Linked DNA regions of Mus musculus: all the other regions are linked to region 3. A link is a contact called in public HiChIP or PLAC-seq and promoter capture Hi-C data. All regions are on one chromosome and are shown on one strand. Each heading gives the region's core, a stretch centred on a gene start, on an enhancer-like site or on the middle of the called end of the contact. The rest is flanking DNA. Distances are from core to core; before and after follow the strand shown. Region 1 holds the start of Ulk3 (unc-51-like kinase 3). Region 2 holds the start of Rpp25 (ribonuclease P/MRP 25 subunit). Region 3 holds the start of Imp3 (IMP3, U3 small nucleolar ribonucleoprotein). Region 4 holds the start of Scamp2 (secretory carrier membrane protein 2). Region 5 holds the start of Arid3b (AT rich interactive domain 3B (BRIGHT-like)).

Region 1 (3,755 bases), core at 756-3,255, 650 kb after region 3:
GAGCCAGCTTCCAGCAGGCCCAGGAAGAGTTCTCCCAGGGTATCTTCAGCAGCAGAACCTTTCGCGGGGCTGCCTCATCTGCTGCCCGAGGAGCCTTTCAGGGGAATTAGGCTTCCCGACTCTCCTTCCCTGAGCCCTGGCCTCTCTGTCAACTGTCTTCTGAGCTGCACTTTCCTCGGGTGCCTTATGCAGTGACTACACCAGCACAGACCTGGCAGGGATTTGTCTTGTCCCTGCTCCTCCCTCAGTAGTCAGCTTTCTCCTCTACAAGAGGGAAGGAGAGGAAGGGACAAGGACTTTAAAAAAAAAAAAAACACATGGGAAAAGAAAAAATAACAAAGCTGTCTTTCCTTTTCTAATGGTGGCTTGGTCTGATTTTGTCTGGAAGCAATGGGACTGTTTTCCCTGAAAACAAATGGACTCATGTGCTTGGGATCATGGGCCAACCTGGGCTCACTGTACTGGGGATTTTCCACAGGCACCCTGTACTTCACTCCCTCCCTCTACAGGCTCCATGTGTATTGGGTCTCCACAACCTTGCCTTTCATGCTTGGGCTTCCTAAGTCCCCCAGTGGCTCTACTCTAGGTGAGCTGTGTTCTGGGTGGGAGCACAGAAGTCTCCCAAGTCCTCTTCCGGTGAGCTCCTGGTGTTCTTCACAACCGAGTCATGACCCTGTGCCTGCTACGACTCATGTGTGATAGCACCTTGTGCCCTCTGGGGGCCCTCCCTAGCCTCTCTTCAGACTTCTGAATGTACAGTAAGTGGGGTTGGTTGAGACTTGGGGGATGAGGAGGGGACGAAGACAAGTAAGTCAAGTCCTGCCCAGCCTCTACCAGTCTTGTGAGAGGGTAGATGTCTGCTTGTTTTGGCTTCTCTCCTCCCAAGGGACTCTGCCCCTCTGCCTTAGCTTGGCCCCTGCCTATCTTCAGCAATACTCACCTCTTAAAACGCTTAGGGTCTTTTGGAAGAAATCAGTCCTGAACTATGTCCTGCAGGCAGGACTGCCGAGCCTTCTTTCTGAGGGTTCTTCCCACAATGGAGTCTAGGTCCCTTTCTACTTGTCCTGGGGGCTCCACGGGTGTGTCACTGCAGTGGCACCTAAGAAGCCGCTGTGGAAACCTGGACCCTGTGTTTTGTCAGTACTGCGAGAGCTCACCAAGCTGGCCAGTCTCCTGCCCCTGGGAACTGGGGCCCTCCTGAGACTACCCTCATGCTGTCAGCCCTAGAGCCACCAAGTGGTAATGTCAGCCACCGGGGTTTTGTAAACTTCCTGGTATTATTTTCCTCCATGTACAGATGTATATGTCATGTCTCAATTTTTGTGCTTAAATAAAAAGATTTTCGGACAGCACTGGCCCTGATGTCAATGGTGGACTTGGGAGGGCTATAGCCTACTGAAGTACAGACTAAGGGCCTACTAAGATAGGTGAGGTGACAGTTAAGGTTGTTGGTGGCTGAGCTGTGCTGGACGACAGACCACTCAACTCTAGGGAAAGAGTTGAAAGGCAGAATCGAGGACCCTGGCAATGGCAACTTGGTCTCTTCCAAAGGCATTTAAATTGTTTTTCGCCAAGCATAGTGGCACATACCGTTAGTCCCAGCACTCCGAGGCCAGACTGCTCTACAAAGTAAGTTCCAGGAGAGCCAGGGCTACTCAGAGAAACCTTGTCTTCCAAAACCAAATAAACGAATGAATAAGGGCCAGAGCACGTGTGATGATCAGAGAAGAACTTGCTGGAGTCCGTTCTCCCTCGTCACCCTGTGGGGCCCTGGGATTTTCATATCCACTGCTTCTGGTCTTGAAGGGCAGGGAGTGAGCCAGGCTCTTCCTCCCGCCCCCTACGTAGGTGGTCTCTAGGATGCCATTCCCATGTGATCGTGTCCGCAGTCCTCGACACAACTCTACACCCACTAAAGCCTCAGTGTCTGAAACCTGCCTGGCAATCCTTGGCAGAGGGTGTCACCCAGCCCGCTGCCGGCGGGGAGGAGCCTCGGAGGGGAGGTGTCGAGCCGCGCTTCCGGCGGGCAGCGCCGGGGCCCTGCGGAGTCCCGCCTCGCCGCCCCTCGAGCGCCCCCAGCTTCTCTGCTGGCCGGAACCTGCACCCCGAACCAGGAAGCACCTGGCGGCGGGCGCGGGATGGCTGGGCCCAGCTGGGGTCTCCCTCGGCTGGACGGTTTCATCCTTACCGAGCGCCTGGGCAGTGGCACGTACGCCACGGTGTACAAGGCCTACGCCAAGGTGGGTGTGGGCGGGTCGTGCCGGAGGTGTCCCGGCGCCGGGCACCCGACTCCCGTGCCAGCCAACTCCCTGCAAGCCCGGCTGGGTCACGGGCCAAGCTGAGCAGGAAAGGCGACCGCCTTGAGAGCAGTAAGGCCACAGTGGCTGCCCAAGCTGGTAGAGGAGGCTGGAGCTAACCGCCCCTTTTAGGTTTTAAAAACAGCCACGCCAGTTTGGTCTGGAGGTGCGGGCGATGACCTAAGGGAATCTCTGTGTCAGTGGCTGAAGAACCGGCTCTGCACGGAAGTTGCCTTAGGGGCTGGGAGGAGTCTGGGGTCAGACTCCCAGGAGGCAGCACCAGTTAGAATGCAGAGTGGATAGCTCTTTAAATAGTGACATCCCCCGCCCCCTAACCCTCCCCGCCCCCCCTCTAGAAAGTGATGCGGTGGGTTAGAAGCACGGCGTTGGAGAACACTTGCTGGGGTGGGATTCCCGAATCCGGATGCCTCGTTGATTTGAGACGTGGAAGCTGGGAAACTTGGAGGTCCATGGAGAGTGGACAGACTCCAAACAGGGGAAAGTTTGCAGACTCAGAGCCCACTCCAGCCCATGGGGTCGGCCCCTTCAAAACAGACACCCCAAATTTTCTGTACCACAGAAGGATACTCGGGAAGTGGTAGCCATAAAATGCGTGGCCAAGAAGAGTCTCAACAAGGCGTCAGTGGAAAACCTCCTGACTGAGATTGAGATCCTCAAGGGCATTCGGCACCCCCATATCGTGCAGCTGAAAGACTTCCAGGTCTGAGCCCAGGAAGGGGTGCCTCCAAAGGCGGCTGGAGAAGGGACAGCGCCTAAAGCTGTCTCTCTCTCTCTCTCTCTCTCTCTCTCTCTCTCTCTCTCGCTCCCTTTTTTTGGGGGGGGTTCAAGACAGGGTTTCTCTGTATAGCCCTGGCTGTCCTGGAACTCACGCTCTCTCTCTTTACTTGCAACCACAGTGGGACAATGACAATATCTACCTCATCATGGAGTTCTGTGCAGGGGGTGACCTGTCTCGCTTCATTCATACCCGCAGGATCCTGCCTGAGAAGGTGGCCCGTGTTTTCATGCAGCAGTTGGGTAAAAAGCTTGTGACACACCCCGTGGCTTCTTCTCCCCTATCCCAATGCTTTGCAGTCTGCCATGTTGTGTCCCTAGCATCTGTAGGGAATTCAGGCTTCCACATGGAGAACATGATGTAAGAACCTTGTGGCATCTTCCAGGGCCCAGTAGGTGGAACCCAAGTGCTTTAGTGAGGGAGAATGCAACGTCCTTAAGGGCTGGGGCTTTTCTGGAGGCTCCTTGAAGGGAGGGTGGTTTTATGAAGGGTACAGAGAACAGGCACTTGGGAACTCTTAGAAGTAGCCAGAGTCTGTTGCTTCTATATATTCTGTAGCTCAGCCAGAACAGCGCTGCAGTAATAGAGCTGTACGGGGATAGGTGGAGGCCTGGGGAGGGGAGAGGCAGGTGGGAAAGAGGCTCTGACTTATTTTCTGGTGG
Region 2 (3,422 bases), core at 593-3,092, 570 kb after region 3:
GGTACTGGGAGAGGGTGGCGGTGTCCTTGAGGGCCAACTTGGGTAGAGGCACAACCATTCACTCTTTTCAGAACAAACCTGCTGCCCCCAGATCTTCCAAATTGTAGTGTACGGCCTACATGATTTCCAAGTTGTTTAACCCAGGCTTGCATACTCCAGGGAACGCAGAGCTCTCTTCTTTTCCAACCAGCACATTCCTACATAGCTTCTAGTCTTTCTGGAACTTTTTCTCAGATCAATCCAAAACTGCCGACTTTAAGTCCACCACTTGCCTGAGTGCACTCAGTCGTGGGGTCTCCCCAAGGTTGGGACTCCAGAGCCTGCTTCTCCCTGTGAAATCTACAAGAATTAAGATTAGATCCAGGGCAGAGTCCCAGTTCGGGGCACACTCCTGGAGTGTGAGCAGGAGATTGGAGCCAGTCACTCACACTTGAGGTAAAAATAAAAAATAAAAAGTCCAGCTGCTGCAGCCACACTCCAAGAAGAGATGAGATATAAGCTCGTTGTTCTGAGCTGAGGGGCTGAGAATTGTCACAGATAGCAAAGAGGAAGAGGAGGGCCGGGCAGCTCTCCCCCTAGACTGATGCTGTGCTCATCCAAACACCATCTTGCTGATACTTTGAGAACACCGTTCCTTACAGTCCTCAGTGCGTCTTCCTTCCCGGTGCTTCCCACGTCTGTCTGATTCCCTCCCTGCCTTTCCATGGAAACGGGATTGAATATTGAGGGCGTGGCCCCAGGCCAGGGTCACTCCTTATTAAACAGTCTTGCTTTGATCAGACCTCATCTTTCTACTGCCCACCTCACCTCGCAGCAGAGCCCGAGCCTCTGCTCAGATTCAGTGGAGTTCCCAGAGTTTGCAAGTACCCGCCCCCACACACACACATTCCGCCAAGGCACTCCACCCTGCCTCCCACCTCTTAAAACCTGTCTTCTCTCAGTCTCCTTTTAACAAAAACAACCCTCTGGATTTCTAGAGGCCAAGGCTGACTGGCAAGGAATTCCACCTGGAATTGGAAGTCAGGAATCCGGCGTTAGCTCGGGCTGAGCCACGCTCATAAACATGTATGCAGCTCCAGTAAAGGACTTTCAGGCATGAATATAAGAATTTAACGCCTTGGAAGAAATGGTCTCCTGTTCCCCATTCACTTTAGGCTGGCCCAACGCATCACTTCCTGCATTTCAGAGGTGCATAGGTGCCGGGAGCCTGGAGGTATGATCAGGAGGAGCAAAGCTTAGTGTCTCTCTAAGCAGCTACGCAAGGACCAGGCCACGACGTAGCGGTCCCAGCCCAGGGAAGGCGCTGCGTGCAGCCGCAGCCAACGCCTCCCACTCTCTGCTGACCATGCACTGGCTGCCCTTGACGCAAAAATATAGTAAGAGAACGGGAGGGAGGTCCCTGGAGGGGTGGAGTAGCGAAGCCCCAAAAGGTGGTTTGGAGATCTCTTACCTAGGAGGGGTCTAGGGATGCCCTTGCGCTGGAACCCCGCAGGGCTCAGGGACCAGGCTTGAGTCGGCATTTGAACCTTAAGCATAGTATTTATTTAGGTTGTTCCTGCATAAGGTCTGGTTCAGGGAGAACAGATGGTGACTTCGGAGAACTTCACCTCCCAAATCACCCGTGGCTCTGTGACCCCAGCCGCTGAGCTCCAGCGCTGGATCCCAAAGGCTGGAGGGACTGGGACAAGTCACGCAGAGTTGGGGCGGGTCCTGGGCGAAGGGGCGGGTCCTATCTGGCTCCCAGGCGGAGCTTCTGCTAAAGGCGCGGAGCACAAGGTGCCGAGGGCGCAGAGTAGAACATCACTACCCTGTAGAAGTCTGGGCTGAAGACTGCACGTTCCCAGCCCACCCTCCAACCTTCACTCGGCGCCGGCACCCCAATCCCTGCCAGCTCTCGCCCGGCACGACCCGCGGCCATGCAGCCCCGGGCTTGAGGCGGCCCCATGGCAAAACCTGCGATCCCAGCGACGACGGCGCATGGAGAACTTCCGTAAGGTGCGCTCGGAGGAGGCGCCGGCGGGGGACGGTGATGAGGGTGGCAGCCCGAACTCTGGCCCTTTTGCAGATCTGGCACCCGGTGCTGTACACATGCGGGTCAAGGAGGGCAGCAAGATCCGCAACCTACTGGCCTTCGCCACCGCCAGCATGGCGCAGCCAGCCACGCGCGCCATCGTCTTCAGTGGCTGCGGCCGGGCCACCACCAAGACCGTCACGTGCGCCGAGATTCTCAAGCGCCGCCTGGCGGGCTTACACCAGGTCACGCGGCTGCGCTACCGGAGCGTGCGCGAGGTGTGGCAGAGCCTCCCGCCTGGGCCCACACCGGGTCAGACGCCCAGCGATCCGGCCGCCAGTCTCAGTGTACTTAAGAATGTACCGAGCCTCGCCATCCTACTTTCAAAGGACGCACTGGATCCACGACAACTTGGCTACCAGCCTCCGAACCTCAGTCCTGGTCCTTCGTCCCCTCCTACGGTGTCGACGTCCAAGAGGAGCCTGGGGGAATCTGCTGCTGAAGAAGGCACCGCTAAGCGGTCTCAGCCTGAGCCAGAGGCTGAGAATGAGGACAGGACCGCCTGAGAATTCTCGCCTCTGAGCCACCCAGACCGACTGAATCATATATCTTCAACACTCCTGCATACCTTTCAACACACGCACCTTTCATACCTGGGTTTTAAGGGGCCCATGTTCCTGGACACCGGTCCTCAGAATGACAGCGCGGATCCCAAGGCGACAGGAGAGAGCTCAGGAATGAGAAGAGAGGATCCTTGAAGTCCAAGGAAACTTTGTGGGACATGTTACCAGAAGCCACAGAACACCACCCACACCTTTGCTAGGCCGTCTTTTTTAGGGAAGCATGGTGGGTAGTGGGACTCTTGAGCTTTCTTGGGGACCCAGACGTTAAAAGCACCCAGTATGCATGGATGCTGACAGTTGAGGCTTTAAAAATCATCTTTGCTGTTAACTGAGAGCGGGAGCTACGGAGCTGATTACTTGAGGATGGCCAAGTTGAAAATGTCCGGACCCTATTCTGCACCCCCACACACACACACACCCTAGCAATTCCCTTTTAGCATCCCTCCCCCACCCGCCTTGCATGATGGCTGAGAGGGGACTTAGGACAAAATCTGCCATGCTTCCTCCCCGAGTCCTGCTGGAGTCTTGCTTCCAATAAAACAAACGTGAAAATGGCTCTGTCTTCAGTTTTGTTCTTTTTTTCTTTTTCCTTACCCACTCGCCTGTGCAGAGACCACTTTGGCATGCTTGCCTTCAACCCTATTAGCCTTTGGAGTCTTCAAGGTCAGACACAGAGACTGGGGCAGTGTCAAAATGTTGAAAGAGGGACTTGTGGTGGAGGGGGCCGGGGTCTGTGTCACTGTTGTATCACCACAAGGGAAAGGAAGCAGTTTTGCTACTTCTCTGGG
Region 3 (3,556 bases), core at 17-2,516:
CAGTCACTGAGGATTGCAGAAACAATCTCCAGACATACCTGAGTAACACTTTAACTCCAGCACTTGGAGGCAGAGGTAAATGGATCTCTTTGAGTTTAAGGACAGCCTGGTCTATATAAAAATTACCAGGACAGATAGTACTAGAGACATTCTGTCTCAAAAAATAAAATAAAGTAAGACAGCCATGGTGGCACATGCTCACTCATAATCTCATCCTTTTGGATTGAATCTGGTTATATTGTGGTGAATTCATGGCTGACCTGGGCTACCTAAGGAAACTGTGTCAAAAAAATAAGAGGCAGGAATGCTTCCAATCCTGATTGTTTGGTACTACTGCCAGTCCAGTGACAGATCTCATGCTGGCCAGGATGGGACTATTTGTCAACTCTGGGGACCACTGGAACTGAGACATTTGCAGAGTTCTAATCACGTTTTTTGACAGAGATAATCCTCTTATTTATTTATTAGCATTCCACTCTTCTAAAGTTGTGTATGCTTTAAAAAAAAAAGATTTGTTTTATGTGTATCAGTGCTCTTAGCTGCATGTACATGTGCATGTCAGAAAAGAGCATCAGATCACATTATAGATGGTTGTGAACCACTATGTGGGCGATGGGACTTGAACTCATGACCTCCGGAAGAGCAGCCGTGCTGTTAACTGCTAAGCCATCTTTCCAGAGTTGGAGAGATAGCTCAGCCATTAAATAATAGGCTCACAACCAAAACTATGAGACAACTCTTTTAAAGGCAGTAACCTCTCTCTCTGGAAACTGACATCTACAGCTATTGACGGAGCAGACTCTCTTCAGTCACCAAAGACAGAACTCTGAGAGTAAACTAGGTGCTGCCAAGATGGCTCAGCGGTTAAGAGCACTTGACTGCTCTTCCAAAGGTCCAGAGTTCAATTCCCAGGAAAACCACAAACAGGGGATCTGAAGCTCTCTTCCGGTATGAAGACAGAGCAATCATATACACAAAATACGTAAATGAATAAATATTTAAAAACAAAACACAACACTGGACTAGACTAGTTGCATACGCACTGCATGCAAGGAAAAGTGTATTCGCAGGACACGGCTCTCCTTCCGCAATTCTTTCTCCCCCGCTCCCCTTTCAAAACAGGAAGTTCCAGAGTTGGACGAATGAAAAACCGGGGGCGTGTCTTTAACCAATCTTTTGATTGGTCCAGTGATCTAGAGGCGGGGTCTTTCTACGTCGAGGCGGAAATTACGCTAGATTTTCAACGTATTCCCTTTCTCCCGCATTCTCCATCATGGTGCGGAAGCTTAAGTTCCACGAGCAGAAGCTGCTGAAACAGGTGGACTTCCTAAACTGGGAAGTCACCGACCACAACCTCCACGAACTGCGTGTGCTGCGGCGGTACCGGCTGCAGCGGCGCGAGGAGTACACGCGCTACAACCAGCTGAGCCGAGCGGTGCGCGAGCTGGCGCGGCGCCTGCGCGACCTGCCGGAACGCGACCCATTCCGCGTGCGCGCCTCGGCGGCGCTGTTGGACAAGCTGTACGCTATGGGCCTGGTGCCCACGCGCGGCTCACTGGAACTCTGCGACTCCGTCTCGGCCTCGTCCTTCTGCCGCCGCCGCTTGCCTACTTTGCTCCTCAAGCTACGCATGGCGCAGCATCTCCAAGCTGCTGTGGCTTTTGTGGAGCAGGGTCATGTCCGCGTGGGCCCAGACGTGGTCACTGATCCCGCCTTTCTCGTCACTCGCAGCATGGAGGACTTTGTCACCTGGGTGGACTCATCCAAGATCAAGCGGCACGTGTTGGAGTACAATGAGGAGCGCGATGACTTTGATCTAGATGCCTAGCGAGTCTTCTTGTCCTGGCTTCTCAGCTACAGGTCACTGAACCGGGGATGGGGAGGATTGCCCCGGTGTACTGGGAATTTTTCCTAGAATTTGGACTGACAATTAAGTGACTGTGTCTTGAGAGACAGTGGGAAGCAGTTTTGTACCGCACTGGGGATTGCTAGCTTCTTGTGCCTTAAACTTTGTGGTGTAGAAGCAGGAATGTTACCTCTTCCCCTTTGCTTTCATCTTGAAATAGGACCGTCTGGATGGAGAGTTTGAGTTCAGTATATTTATATCGTTTAAAGAAACCCTTTCCTAATGCCAATAAATGTCCCACCGACGTTGTTTAAGTGCACATTTTTGTCTGGTCGTTCTTCTTACCTAGGGTCCTACATAGCCATATCTATTATCTTGCTAGCTGAAGAGCCTAAGGGCAGGAAAAGGGTTGAAGGCGTGAGGCTTTGGAGCCTCACGTGGAGGTTGCAGGATGTTGTACAAGCTGGGCAGATTTGTCACTTAACCAGTCCTTTTCTCGGAATGAATGTTTTGGCAGAGCTTTTATCCACAAGACTTCCTGTTGATATTCCAGCCCCAGGAAATACCATATTAAAGTCCTGGAGTGTTTGCTTGCCTAAGGAAATGATCGCCCTGTAGTTTGGCCAGCTAGTGGTTAGAAGGGACCCAGGAGGTTCCTGAAAACAGATGTTCTTCAAGGTCCTGGCTTCAGAGTTAAGGACACCCCCCCCCCCAAAAAAAAAAAACAAGCAAAAGGGCGAGGTAGTGCTGGCACAGCCTTTAATCCCAGCAGTTAGGAGGTTAAGGCAGGCAGATCTTTGAGTTCCAGGCCAGCCTGGTCGACATGAGGACAACCAGGGCTATGCAGAGAAATTTAGGACTTTAAAAAAAAAAAAAAAAAAAACGCAGCAGAAGCAAAAGGAAAACCATAAAGCAATAGAACTGGTAAATAGAGCACCAAGTTTTATCCCAGACCAAATACAAAATAGAATTCAGAGTCTGGCAGATTAAGGTATTTGTGTAGGGGTTATTTTTCTTCTCTCTCTCTCTCTCTCTCTCTCTCTCTCTCTCTCTCTCTCTCTTTTGAGACCGGTTTTGATTTGAAGCTCAAGCTGGTCTGGAACTAGAAGTGATCCTCCTGTCTCAGCCTCTCCAGTGCTAATATTACAGTGTGCACTGATGAGGCTCAGATTTTATGTGCTTCCTCTTCCTTGCTAGTGAGCCAGGCAAGATAGCTCAATGGGGAGAGAGGCACTTGCTGCTCAGGCTGACAGTGTGAATTTAGTTTTGGAACCCACATGGTGGAAGGAGAGAGCCGACCCTTCCACATGCATGGTACGTCATTTACATTCATACAAACAAAATTTTTTAAAAAGTAAAACTAGGGTTGGAGAGATGGCTCAGTGGTTAAAAGCACCGATTGTTCTTCCAAAGGTCCTGAGTTCAAATCCCAGCAACCACATGGTGGCTCACAACCATTTGTAATGAGATCTGATGTCCTCTTCTGGTACATCTGAAGACAGCTACAGTGTACTTAGATATAATAAATAAATCTTAAAAAAAAAAAAAGTAAAACTAGGGAAGGTAACATGAAATGATTCCAAATATTAGACACAGGTTTACATGGGTAATATATACCCTCCCAACAAACCCATTTAAATGAGTAGATCAGTTACTCTGCACTTTTCAGGTGAGAAAGGAAGATAAGTCAGTATTTGATTGCTTGATAAA
Region 4 (3,630 bases), core at 122-2,621, 620 kb after region 3:
CTAAACAAGTGGACTTCACACAGCAGAATGGTTTAGGGGTGAGGGTGCTTGCTGCTGTGCCTGGTGACCTGAGTTCAGTCCCTGAAAATCACATAAATGTGGGAGGAGAGAACCAACTCCACATTAGCCCCTAACACATGCGCTCCCATCCACCCCTCATGTGCACACAGCATCACTACTACCACTACAAGAATGACTACTACTACCACCATGACTATTAAAAAAAAAAAAAAAAAAAAAAAAAGCTTAAACGAGATCACTGGGTAGTTCTGAAGTGGACCTGTCAGATTACTGTTGATAAACTCCCCAGGATGTAGAAAGATGATGTCTTCATTGTAAATAGTTTTGTTTGAGATTCTTAGGAAATATCTTGGAAAAGGACATGAACATTCAAGCTTTAAGCCTGATTCATTTTACTCTAACATAAAATATACACATAGTAAAGGAATATTAACTTTATGTCAACAGCCTTTAACAGTAAATGGTAATTATGCTGGAATTTTTTTTTTCTTAGCTGGTGAGAAGAGTATCAATCAGACTCTAGGATGAGAGATTCCTCAAACCTACAAACAATAAAAAGGCAACAAAACCAAGAAAAGCAAACCAACCTGCCAAAAACCCTGGAAAAACAATAACCAAACAACCAAAAGCAAACAAAACAAAACAAACAAACAACCCCCCAAATAAAAACAAAACAAACAAACCAAAACCACAAAAATCAAAAAACCCATCTGGTTGCAACACAAGAATAGACCAATCAGTAGCGCTGTTCTATTCCAGGGTAAGAAACGATTCAAGCTAGATTTCACAGCGGCCCGAAAGACATGGATAAATAAGTTTGTGAGTTTGTGAGTGAATTAACTACCACCTCTAGGATATCTATGAAATCACAGGAGGGTGGAGCCTAAAAGAAATCCTGCTTATCTAGGGCAGGGGTTGATGCAAGGTCTTCCAGCTTTATCCTGGAGCACAGTTGTTCAGATAACTCCTGTTTGACATGTCTCCCCTGTCCTTTTGGTCCGGGACTTGCTCGAACGCCTCAATTTTGCCCTCTAGGAATGAATGCATGATCCTTTCCTGCCAGTCCTTTATTTGGAAGCTCAAAATAAATACACATAGGAAGGAAGACATCAGAAGAGATTCTGCACCGGAGGACTAAGTGGATAGAAGGTTTGGGTATGTAGCTCAAGGCTACACCTATGTCTATTATTCGTGAGACCCTGGATTCTATCCTCAGCATCTCTGGAGATAAAAAGAAAGTGGATGGAGACAGAATGAATAACCTTCGCTTTCTAATAGGCTGGGCAGGGGCGGAACGGACCTTTGTGACGTCCAGGGCCACGCCCCCACAGAGGGCGCTACGCCTGCGCCAGAACGGCTGCCTTGCTCCCGGAAGTGGAGGGTTTACACTGTGTGCCGCTGGGTCTGAGTGACCAAAGGCAGTAGCGCTCGCGGAGATCACCCGCTGGCCCTCGATCACCATGTCGGCCTTCGACACTAACCCCTTCGCGGACCCAGTGGACGTAAACCCCTTCCAGGTAGAACCCCCAATTCTCAGATTTCTTTAGGGAAAAGGGCTGCGGCCTGGGCCTCTTTCGCCAGAGCCGGGGACGTGGCGTAGGAGGGACGGATCACCTGTCCAATGGGAGAGCGGTATCTGAAGGCTGGCCTATCATAGTTTGTATGGAGGCGGGACTTTGCAACAGGTGGAACTGCGGCAAGGGGGCGGGGCGCTGTAAAGAAGTGGGCACTTAGAGCACCCCGGGTTGTAGCCCATCCGACCGGCCTCTGCTGGAGAAAAGGGCCAAGCACGCGCTTATCCTGGGGAGGTGTCTTAGAGTCAGAAAGGGAAGCAAAATGTTGCTGTGCCATTTCTACAGTCTTGGGGGATCTACCTGTATTGAGTCATCCTAGGAGAAAGGCTCATTGAAACATAATGAGGAAGTAGAAGTCTGTTGGGGTGGAGAAATGTGGAGATAACCCAACACCTAACAGCAACAGCAGTAGCGAAGCAAGCATCTAAAGTACAGGAGAGTCCCTAGTGTTTATCAAGAAGGCTGAGAGAGGGTAGGAAGAGAGGCCAAGCCAGAAAATTACTTATTGGCCAAGCACTTTGTTTGGATTGAGTTTGGGCCACACACTTTGAGGAGAGGGAGGTGAAGGAGCTTGGAGCCCAAGGTACACGGGTCTGACAAATCTGCATGGGTGGTTACCGGCCTGACCTTTGGAACTTTGAAAGAATACAACAGTCTTCGGACCTAAGCCAAAACCTTCGCGTGGAGAACGCAGAGATGCCCAGTTGTCTATGTTGAAGAACTGGAACTCCTTTTAGTGCCAAGGCGCGTTCTACTTCTCCTTTCATGTCTGCCCGAAACCAGTTTGAGGGACGCATGCTTGTGATGACTGGGGATTTATGAGCGCAGCTGTTCCTCCGGTGTTAGTATGTCACCAAGCTCTTGAATTCGTCTTGCTGGTGCTTTATTTTGGTCCTCTACAGCTTCAGCATTTCCTGAAGGTGTTGGAGAAGTCCACTGAGCTTTTCCAGGGTGGGTCCTTCCAAGGGTGGGAGCAAAGCAAAGGCGCCTTGAACTAGATGGTTATACACTCAGGGAGTAGAGTATGACCATCTTCTCTTTTGAAGTTTTGCAGTAATGGGATTGAACCAGAGCTTTGTTCGTTCTAGGCAAATCCTCCACCGCTGTGCATATTGGGTAACACTGAGCCCTTGGATTATTTATAACAGGATCTCTTCATCTAACACAGCCTGGCTCTGAACGCCCTATGTGTCTGTCACATGGTGGTCTTGAACTTGGGGTCCTTCCTCTACCTCCCAAGTGCAGCCATAACTAGCTCGAGCCACCACACCCAGCCAGGCCGAGAGTGGAAATTTTATGCTTCTTTCCCAAGGTGACCTAGCTGATAGGAACCCTTGGGCAGATTTTGGTAGTTGATTCCTTGCTACACTGGGGAGTTTAGAATATATTCTTGTAGCTTAATGCTTCTTGACAGAGCCTTTGCAGGGAACATGTCTCTTACATAAGGCAAACGTTTGCCTCTATTAGTTTAGTGAGGAGAAGAGTATTTGCATTTTTCCTGTTGCTGTCTTCTGCTAACTCCTTTGATTTAATGATAGATTGTTTTATAGTACTGGGGTTCTGTTATGTATAGCAAAAGTCCAGCAGTCTCTGGGAGTGTGTGGTATATATGATGTTCCTCTGTCCGGTTATAGTCTGTCAGAATTAGAAATGCTTTGCTGCTCTCAGGGTCAGCCAGCTGCCCCACTTTGCGGCAGATCTTCTCCAGGGATAACAGAGGGCAGGATTGGGCTGCCCTGGATTAGGAGTAGCTCCTTGAAAGTCTTAAAGTTCATCTCTGGCCTCAGAAATGACTGGGCAAAGTGTGAGTAACTTTAGAAGTAACAAAGCAAGGTCTGCATTGCAGTCAAGTAAGACAGTTTGTCCAGGCAGTCTCAGGAGATGGCAGGACAGGAAGCAGCTTTTGGCTTGCAAACCGGCAACATCTGGAGGGGAATCCTGTGTGGAAAGAAGAGGGCTTGGCTGATGGTGATACACTCCCCCTCATACTGGAATGACTGTTCATCCTTGGCAGGAAGCGGTGTGAGGAGAGGCA
Region 5 (3,678 bases), core at 359-2,858, 900 kb after region 3:
TCCAGTCCCAAAGTACCCTGGGGGCAGGGTTATCTGCATTCTTGCCAATCTGTCTCCAAACACAAATCCCTTTCACACCCTTCCACCTCTAACCTTCCCAGGTTCCCCCTTCAACACACCTCACTTAAGTTATAGTTTCCCACAAGTCTTCCTCAGAGCAAATTTTAGGGTGAAGAGGACTGGCAACAGGGTGTGCATTTCTGTTTGCCACATGAAAGGGGAAGCGGCACTGTGCAGGTTGGGACTTGATATTTGCATTGTCCCAGTGTTTTAGGATTGAGTTGGAAGATAAGAAAATGTAACCTTTTACCATCTTCAAAAATTCATGGGAGAACTAATCTCTAACAAGAAAAAAAAATGGCTTTGATTTATATAAATTTTTACACGTTTAAAGAGTATAATTTTTAAAGCTGGGGAGGCGGGGAGTTCAAAAACCAACCAGAGCCATGCTAGACAAATCTCATTTTGTTTCTTAGAAGCACTTGGTTGTAGCTTTCATAGGCGGATAAAAGATTCCAATTCCAATTGGCCCCTTACTGCCTGTCCCTCCTCCTGGCAGTTTGGAAAGTATAAGTTATGCCTGCAGCAATACTTTCTTTCTGCTTTAGTTCTTATTCTGTAGGGAAGCCTGAAAGTTGGCAAAATTGTTCCTTTAAAATAAAAACCCCGTTGGGGACAAAACAAAACGCACACAAAAGAAGAGCAAGCAATTCACTGGTCATTTAGAAATATTCGTATAATCTTTAAAGTCAAACAACACAACTGGAATATTTCAACCAACTCCTGCCAGTCATAGTACAACTGCTTCTTTTCTGGTTGGCACCATCTTCTCGGTAGGCTTTCCTCAGCAAGGGAGAGGGGTGTCCGATAGCGTCTTTATTAAGACAGAGATGACTCCGTTTTACAACTCAATTGGCACATCCTCCCGAAGAGTCCATCTCATCCCAATCCCTAAGCAGCCAAGGATTCAAACAATACTACTAACATCTAGAGAATTTACGTCTCCGAAATCTAACTTCATCTCTCCATCCCTCGCTCGGGTTTTTTAAACTTCCCGGACCTCCAAACCGAGAGCAACGGACTGCTTGCCGCTTGAGCCCGGCCTTGGTGACCATTTCCCTTACCTTCGTTTCCAGCTCTGTCCCCGACCCTCTTCGACCCCTCTTTCCATTCTTTACCTCCCACCCAATGGAGCCCTATCACTTTTACTTCCACCAAGCCCCCTTTGCCAATCTCCCGGCTCTTCTCTAATTACTCCATCTAAGCTCGCTCTGCGGTTGCCAAAAGGGGGGGGGGGTCCCTTACCTTTCCCATCTCTTTATCTCAAACCACTCCTTTGGACACCGGGAGGACGGGGCTCCTCCCGATGCTCTCACTTTTTCTCAGCGGACCCCGGCTTCACTAGCCCGCGTCTCCCCTACACACCTGCCTCGGCTCCCATTTCGGTCCCCTCCACCTGCCACAGCCCCTCTCCCGCCGCGGCAGAAAGAACCACGACCCGCGCCGCTCACCTATGTGCAGCGTTCCGGGCTCGCGGGTAGGGAGGAGGCAGCCGCTCAGACCCCAGCGTAGCAGCTGAGCCTGCTACTCCTCCGCAGCTGGGGGCCACAGCCGGGGCGGGGCCCGCACCGGAAGCTGTGCTGCGGGGCCCGGCCGTCAGCCCGGGGCGGGGGAGGGGCAGGTAGGGGCGGGGCCCCACGGTGGGGGGCGGGGCCCGAGGCCGGAAGCAGCTAAAAAGGGAACGAGGTGGGGGTGGGTGGGTAGTGCGAGACGGAAGTGACTCCTAGAGACCGCCCTCTGGTTGAAGCCGTGGGCGGAAGCCATTTAAGGCGGGCGGAGGCTTCGGCCAATGGGAGAGCACGGACTCAGAGGAGTTCCGGTGTGAGTGCTTTCGCGGGGAGTTGAAAAGAGTAGGACTGACTACAGCACACGGGTTTCTGGCTGCCGTGGTTGTGAATTGTTTGTAATAAGTGAAAGAAAGGAATAAAGAGTGCTAACTTTCAGCTAGTCTTAATGAAGCATTCCAGCCTTTTATTAGTTTTTTTCTAAATTTCACTTTTTGGATTGAAATTTTCCTGTTCTGGAACACCACCTCTATCCATCCCCAACCTCACCTCGTCACAGGGGTTAATGTTTTCTTTCTTCAGGTTCCAAAGGTAGAAGCTGAATCCTGGCACCGCTTATACAATAAAACAACAAAACCTTGTCTTCTGGGACTCCTAACTCTGGGGAACTTCTGTGAATTTATGCATGCACCTCCTTGTTTTACCTTTCTCCCAACTGACCATCATCCTTGATCCAGAGTCTATGGCTCGCTTAGTTTTGGGTCTTAAAACAATCCCAGCCAAAACCTAGAACTTATTGCCACTGGCTTTTCTTGTCCCTTCCCTTCTTCCTTCCCTTCCCCTCTTTTCTTTCTTGTTAGAAGGTAGCTCACCTATTTAGCAAAAGTAGTTGACCATCAAGCTCCAGGAATCCTGTCTTTACTTCTGAAATGCTAGGATTGCAGGTGTGCACCACACCTGGCTTTTTACTGAGGCGTTGGATATCCAAATTTAGACCCTTATTCTTTGGCGCCACGCTCTTAACTCACTAATCCATCTCAGTTCCTGATGAAAACTTTTATGGTTTGTTGTTGTTGTTGTTTGTTTTGTTTTGTTGCAGTCCTGGTCCCTTATTTCTTTTTTGTCCACTAGGCCATGAATTCATATGGAATGGGCTCCAGCAGTTTCCGTTAGTCCTCACAAAGTGTGCTTCTCTGGTTGACGCAGGCTGGCGCTTCAGCTGCACCCGGGTGCCCTTCTCCTTGGCTTCCTTCTTCTGATCGTTCTCCTTCACCCGCTTCAGGAAGCTGTCCCTGCTCTTCGAGTGCTTGATGTGCTCAATCCGCACATTGATCCTCTTGGCCAGAATTTTGCCCTTAACTTGCTTATTTACAATGATGCCCACAGCATGCTGGGTGACATTGTAGACTCTTCCGGGTTTGCCATGGTAGCACTTATGGGGCATTCTTTTTTGAACAGTGCCCATTCCCTTAATGTCTACAATATCACCCTTCTTGTAGATTCGCATGTACGTGGCCAAAGGAACAACGCCATGTTTCCTAAAAGGCCTAGAGAACATTTATACTGGGTGCCTCTCCTCTTTCCCTTTGTGTTCGTCATTTTGGCCAATTACTGGAAGATGGCTGCAGCAGCCGACTTTTATATGGTTTTATTTTATTTATTTATTTATTTATTTATTTTTGATTTTTCAAGACAGGGTTTCTCTGTATAGCCCTGGCTGTCCTGGAACTCACTTTGTAAACCAGGCTGGCCTCGAACTCAGAAATCTGCCTGCCTCTGCCTCCCAAGTGCTGGGATTAAAGGCGCGCGCCATCATCGCCCGGCTTATATGGTTTTAATTACCTTTTTTTAGTTTGTGTGAGGGCACTGTTTCCTCCCTCCTTGCTCTAGAGATGTAACATAACTCTTCCTCAACTTTATCAGAAACTCCAATCTGCTGAAAGCCGCTGCCTTATCTCTTGCATATTAACCTCCTCTCCTTCTTTCTCATCCAGGATTTAATGGCACATCATTCCAACCCCAGTCTTTCAATCCCACCCTAACGTTCCCCTGAAGAGACTTACATAATTTTCATTCTTGTATCTTGTCATAGAAAATTATCTGGTTGAACAGA

What was found. Promoter capture Hi-C pulls out the DNA fragments that hold promoters and counts their contacts. HiChIP or PLAC-seq counts read pairs in DNA pulled down with a chosen protein or histone mark.
Region 1: a promoter capture Hi-C map of erythroid cells shows a contact between it and region 3, with 48 times the contacts expected there. The contact joins the promoter of Ulk3 here to the promoter of Imp3 in region 3. A contact is called at or near these places in 2 of 39 promoter capture datasets (erythroid cells and pre-B cells) and 1 of 9 other capture datasets (liver).
Region 2: an H3K4me3 HiChIP or PLAC-seq map of pro-B cells shows a contact between it and region 3, with 3 times the contacts expected there. The contact joins the promoter of Rpp25 here to the promoter of Imp3 in region 3. A contact is called at or near these places in 4 of 39 promoter capture datasets (the 3T3-L1 cell line, the HPC-7 cell line, HPC-7-derived erythroid cells and 1 more), 3 of 484 Hi-C or Micro-C datasets (B cells, CD4 T cells and LSK cells), 8 of 115 datasets of contacts at active chromatin or transcription factors (bone marrow-derived macrophages, embryonic stem cells, large pre-B cells and 3 more) and 1 of 9 other capture datasets (liver).
Region 4: a contact with region 3 is called in a promoter capture Hi-C map of pre-B cells. The contact joins the promoter of Scamp2 here to the promoter of Imp3 in region 3. A contact is called at or near these places in 4 of 39 promoter capture datasets (cranial neural crest, erythroid cells, liver and 1 more), 5 of 115 datasets of contacts at active chromatin or transcription factors (the SCID.adh cell line, bone marrow-derived macrophages, large pre-B cells and 2 more) and 1 of 9 other capture datasets (adipose tissue).
Region 5: an H3K4me3 HiChIP or PLAC-seq map of bone marrow-derived macrophages shows a contact between it and region 3, with 7 times the contacts expected there. The contact joins the promoter of Arid3b here to the promoter of Imp3 in region 3. A contact is called at or near these places in 3 of 39 promoter capture datasets (liver and pre-B cells) and 1 of 115 datasets of contacts at active chromatin or transcription factors (bone marrow-derived macrophages).

What each region holds. Positions count from the first base shown.
Region 1 is chr9:57,587,447-57,591,201 of GRCm38.p6, forward strand. It overlaps Ulk3 (unc-51-like kinase 3), which reads left to right and starts at 2,006. Exons shown (of 16, transcript NM_027895.1): 1 at 2,006-2,240; 2 at 2,878-3,018; 3 at 3,215-3,335. The coding sequence starts at 2,139. Scamp2 (secretory carrier membrane protein 2) reads left to right here. Exons shown (of 9, transcript NM_022813.3): 9 at 1-1,352. The coding sequence ends at 110.
Region 2 is chr9:57,502,260-57,505,681 of GRCm38.p6, forward strand. It overlaps Rpp25 (ribonuclease P/MRP 25 subunit), which reads left to right and starts at 1,843. Exons shown (of 1, transcript NM_133982.1): 1 at 1,843-3,188. The coding sequence starts at 1,978. The coding sequence ends at 2,577.
Region 3 is chr9:56,936,234-56,939,789 of GRCm38.p6, forward strand. It overlaps Imp3 (IMP3, U3 small nucleolar ribonucleoprotein), which reads left to right and starts at 1,267. Exons shown (of 1, transcript NM_133976.2): 1 at 1,267-2,165. The coding sequence starts at 1,274. The coding sequence ends at 1,828.
Region 4 is chr9:57,559,573-57,563,202 of GRCm38.p6, forward strand. Scamp2 (secretory carrier membrane protein 2) reads left to right here and starts at 1,372. Exons shown (of 9, transcript NM_022813.3): 1 at 1,372-1,538. The coding sequence starts at 1,482.
Region 5 is chr9:57,835,171-57,838,848 of GRCm38.p6, forward strand. It overlaps Arid3b (AT rich interactive domain 3B (BRIGHT-like)), which reads right to left and starts at 1,609. Exons shown (of 9, transcript NM_001379353.1): 1 at 1,512-1,609. It also overlaps the pseudogene Gm7547.